Regions from separate parts of the Mus musculus genome. Here region 2 is linked to region 1. Evidence: chromatin contacts called from public HiChIP or PLAC-seq data. All regions are on one chromosome and are shown on one strand. Each heading gives the region's core, a stretch centred on a gene start, on an enhancer-like site or on the middle of the called end of the contact. The rest is flanking DNA. Distances are from core to core; before and after follow the strand shown. Region 1 holds the start of Vil1 (villin 1). Region 2 holds the start of Ihh (Indian hedgehog).

What was found. HiChIP or PLAC-seq counts read pairs in DNA pulled down with a chosen protein or histone mark.
Region 2: a contact with region 1 is called in an HNF4G HiChIP or PLAC-seq map of pancreatic cancer cells. The contact joins the promoter of Ihh here to the promoter of Vil1 in region 1. A contact is called at or near these places in 1 of 39 promoter capture datasets (liver) and 1 of 115 datasets of contacts at active chromatin or transcription factors (pancreatic cancer cells).

What each region holds. Positions count from the first base shown.
Region 1 is chr1:74,408,124-74,410,648 of GRCm38.p6, forward strand. It overlaps Vil1 (villin 1), which reads left to right and starts at 1,261. Exons shown (of 20, transcript NM_009509.2): 1 at 1,261-1,313.
Region 2 is chr1:74,950,412-74,952,936 of GRCm38.p6, forward strand. Ihh (Indian hedgehog) reads right to left here and starts at 1,261. Exons shown (of 3, transcript NM_010544.3): 1 at 489-1,261. The coding sequence starts at 803.

The DNA.
Region 1 (2,525 bases), core at 11-2,510:
TTAAGAGCACTGACTGCTCTTCCGAAGGAAGGTCCTGAGTTCAAATCCTAGCAACCACATGGTGGCTCACAACCATCCATAATGAGATCTGACACCCTCTTCTGGTGCATCTGAAGACAGCTGCAGAGCTACAGTGTACTTAGATATACTAATAAATAAATCTTTTTTTAAAAAAATGAAGAGGGATCTGAGACACCTCAAAAGAGATTATGAGCAGTGACTCACGGGTGATTATCTATCCTGGAGTTTTTCCTTTCCGCTTGGCTTGCAACTGGGTGGACAGACGCCCCTTTTCATTCACAAGAACGGGTGCTACATTATTTCTGAACAAAACAGCACCTGCAGTATGTTTACTGTCCTTGCTGACTATGAGCACGCGCACGCGCGCGCGCACACACACACACACACACACACACACACACACACACACACACACACATTCAGTCTCCAGAGCTCTTGGGAAGGTCAAGAAGAGGCTGCCCTCAAACACGATCTTCATCTTTCCCTCCTAAAGGAGACCACGATTCCAAGGTGGCAGAAGATCTACAGGGGGCAGAGGCAGGGAGGGGGAAGCAGGCCATGGTTTCCAGAGACCTACAGCAGAGGGCAGCAAGGCAGATCCCCAGGTCCAGGGCAGGGAGGTGGAGGCCCTTGTTCCGAGGAGAAGGCAGGCGGCAGAACAGGGTTCAAAGGCACAGGTTTATGGCAGCTCATAAAAGTGGAGGTCGTGGCTCACTCAGAAAGGAGGAAGAAGGGAAAGGCCCTTGTGCCCACTGAGCGAGGGTCATGCTGAGTAGGAGAGATCTGCAGGGGTGCCAGGAGCCCCACCTGTCTGTCCCAAGGGAACCCCAAGTGTGAACTCTGGCCTTGGGTGCTGAGTTCCAGCTACAAGACCCCAGGAGTCCTACTCCATCCCCATCCAGTGCCCCCTCGCCCCGCCACACCCCACCCCCGACTCCCGTGCCACTTCTCTAGGGCTGGAGGGTGGCCAGCCCTGGTGGGGGTTGCCTACCTGCAGGTAGAGCCCAGGTCCTAGCCGGAAGTGCACCCCATCCCTGAAGCTGCAGAGCCAAGGGCGGGGCACACGGCAGCTCAGGCTGTCAGGCTGTTGCTGGGCTCTAGGTTCCCAGGGACCTGGGCACCTACTTCCCCACCCCCCCATCCATTCTCTCTGGGGCCCTATCTTCCCTTATATGGTGAAGGAAGTTCCTGGGGGGGGGGTGGTGGTGAGGACAAAGGTCGTTCGGTCTCCTGCAGCCAGCTTGCCACAACTTCCTAAGATCTCCCAGGTGGTGGCTGCCTCTTCCAGACAGGTAAGGCAATTGGGTGGGGACACATGGTGACCACAGGTGGTTGGAGGGGACAGGGTCCTTGCTTCTCTCTGGCAGCCTGTGCTTTCTGTAGCACCTTGGTATAAGTTTGGGGGTGAGGTAAGGTGCTCTGAAACTCTGAAAGAAGCAAGAAGCCAGCAGGCTGTCTTGGGCCTTCAATGAAGGAAGTTCACAGACCCCCTTTCCTGTAAGTCACCTTCGCTTCATCTGTGTAGATTCCCTGGGACCAAGGTGGCTCCTGGGACTCAGATTTCTACAATTAAAATCAGGACAGTCCTGAGACTTGGACTCCGTGCCTGTATTTACTACTTCTCTCTGGCTGCTCATTTCTGTGTTCATGTCTTACACATCTGAAATGGTTTCTTTGTGTCACCATTCCCCTGACACTCCTGGGAGGTCGTATCCTTGGCACATGTATCCTGGGATGTAAGCTGCAGCCACCAGGAGAGAGGGGGAGAGTCAGGAGCTGTGTCCTAGGCCCTATTAGGCCTGGACATCACCCCTTTCCTAGAAATGGCCCCTCCATTTTTCGGTTACCATGATCTATTTTATATCAGAGTGGGCAGTGAAAGCCAAACCTGCCCAGAAGTTTGGGACTCACTCAGACCAAGGTTATCTGCTCAGAAATCCCCCTGTCACTTGAGGTTGGGAGAATCTGCCTCTGGGGGCTTCCAGGTCTTGGTTAGCAGGAGGGTATCCTTTGTATAGGGCATGACCTAGTCTATGGTGTTACTACATTCCTGTCCAGTTAAAAGCTGGAACTAAAACCCACGGCAGCGCCCAGGATTCTCTACAGTTGTACCCCAAGAACAACAAGACAGTAGATATGCAAGGATAGGTAGCTGGGGAGAAGAAGAACTTAAACCCCCCCAAAGGCCCACAGGTTCCGTTCCCTAGTTCACAATGCCAGTATGAGTGCTAGCTACTATGGGCTGTGAGTTGGTAGCTACAAGCATGAGTGATGTTCATGTGTGTAGTGTGTATAATCTGAGCACTTGGGAGGCTGAAGCAGGAGGATTGCTATATGTTTGAGGCCAGCCTGAGCTATAGAGCGAGACTTTGTCTTTAAGAAAAAAATGAAAGCCCAGCAGTGGTGGCACACGCCTTTAATCCCAGCACTTGGGAGGCAGAAGCAGGCAGATTTCTGAGTTCAAGGCCAGCCTGGTCTATAGAGTGAGTTCCAGGACAGCCAGG
Region 2 (2,525 bases), core at 11-2,510, 540 kb after region 1:
AGGGCAGCGCAGCTAACCAAGGGCACAAGGGAAGGGAAGGCCACGGGGTCCCCGGTGTCCTGAGCTTCTTCGCCTCAGGGATGCCAAACGGCTTCGTAATGACCAGGGCTGGGCTGTGAGAAATGTTAGGCCGAGAGGGATTTCGTGGTTCCCGGAGGCACAAGAGGCAGCCAGGTCCAGGTACCTTCAAGTTCCAGATTTGACCTGAGCTGCCAGCACTCGCGGGCAGAGGGGCCGCCCGCCAACCTGCGGGGCTTGGCAGCGGCAGAAAGCTCCTCTCAAAGACACCGGGCGGGATCCCGGATGCTAACACTCCCGCGGGGTTCCTTGGCCAGCCCATCTTGGGCAGAAAGACACCCGGGATTCACAAGAAGGGCAGGTGCCAGGGGGCGTGCCAGGCAGTCGAGAAAAAAGGTGCTAGAAGAGAGGATAGGGCCGGGCAGGTGGCGATGCTTCGATGGCGCGCTGGGAGGACCGATCGCGCTCACCTGGGTCATGAGGCGGTCGGCACCCGTGTTCTCCTCGTCCTTGAAGATGATGTCGGGATTGTAGTTGGGGGTGAGCTCTTTGAAGCGCTCAGAGCTGCGCGCGATCTTGCCTTCGTAGCGCCCGCTGGCGCCCAGGGTCTTCTCCGGCACGTTGGGGCTGAACTGCTTGTAGGCAAGAGGCACGAGCTTGCGAGGCGGCCTCCGGCGGCTGCCCACCACCCGGCCCGGCCCGCAGCCCCGCGCCGCCGGCACCAGAAGCAGCAGCAGCAGGAACAGACAGAACCGCAGTCGGGGCCGGAGCCAGGCGGGAGACATGGCCGGGTAGCCCGGGAGAGCAGCGGGCGAGGGCGCCTGGTGGGCTGATAGGTGGGCGCGTGGCTGGGACAGCTTCGGGGACTCAGGCGTCTGGGTGGCTCTTGGGGACTCCATGCGGGGGCGCCATGGGCAGCGCGACGCGGCTCAAGGCCGACGGGACTCAGGTGCGGGGCGGGGGCCCGGGGCCCTGGCTGGTGGCGGCGTGCTGTCCCCCTCGGCGCCTCGACTCTGAGCTGCCCGGCTCGCCGGCCGCCAATAAATAGGCCGGCCCGTTTGTTTTGGCAACGCGGCGACGGCGGGGGGCGGCGGGCGGCGGGGCTGAGGGCCGGCGGGCTGGGCTGGGCTGGCCCGGCCGGCGGACTGAAGGGACCCGCGGTTAGCACCCCGGCCCGGCGGTCAGGCGGCTCGGGCAGAGCGGGAGCTGCTGCCGTCTGCGGCGCAGCCCGGGGTCGAGTGAGAGGGGAAATGGAAGAGATCCGGGCTCGGGACCCGCGCAGACCGCACCCTATCCATGTCCCTGCCTCCTGCGCGCTCGACAGCGAACCTGCAGCAAGGGCAGCACAGCCTCCTCCCCCTCCGGCGGGCGGCCCCAAGGCTAGCCAGCCCTGTCCCGCGCGCTCCTCAGCCGCGCGTCCACCCGCCCGCTGCCCTTTGCGCCCCCTGCGCTGCCTGCGATTGTCCTCCTGACGGGCCTCACCCCACCCTGGTCTCTCCTTCCCGTTCCTTGCGGCTCCTGGGAGCCCCACCAGGCGCAAATCTCCTGGACAGGAGATGCCACCCCCACGGAGACCGCAACCCACGTCGCAGCCGGACGCAAGAGGGGGGTAGTGGCCGGACCGCACAACCGCCTACGGTGTCCCCTGCGGAGAAGCAAACCCGAAAGCTGGAGGTCATTCATAACCTGGTGCCCCACCCTGGCCCTGGCAACATTCCCTTTCTCAGCTTGGAGGAGCAGGGTTCTGTATTGACCTGGTGCACAGCTGGGGACCCTATACTGCCCAGTACAGAACTAGGGGATGCGGGTGGAGGCAATGTAGCCTTGTCAGGAGTCAAATAGGACTGGAAACACTGTTAAAAACAAGGGAGAAAGGCCATACAGAATAACAGCCTGAAGTGGGGACATCCACAGAGAGGGAAGAGCACTGAGCGTGCTGCATAAACAACAAACAAACAAACAAGCAAACAAACAAACGGATCCCAATCCACCTGCAGACGGGCACTGCCTGGGAATCACTCGCTCCTCCTCGTCCTACTTCAGAAGTGTTAGAAGCCACGGACTCTGCAGAGACTGCCCGGGAAGCGAATGAGGGTTGTGCACTTTAATAGAACATCCAGGAAGGCAGATGAATTATAATCTATACTGCCCAAACCAGAAGACGCAAGTGTGTTAACGGGCACAGATCACCACCACAATGTCAAATCTTGTGCTGTTTGCGACGGGTTCCACAAATTTAATAAAGTTATAATTAGAAAGCTCAATCTTCCTCCCTCACCCTCACCCTCAACCCCTTCCTTTCTTTACAGATGGAGTCTCTCACCTACGGAGTCCAGGCTAGCCTTGAGCTCTGGATTCTCTTGCTTCCATTTCCGGAGTGCTGGGATGGCAGGGGAGTAGTACCACCATGCTAGACATGCTAGAGAAATCATGATGCTACACACACACACACACACACACACACACACGTGCGCGTGCACCTTCCTCTACCAAAGGAAACCGTGATG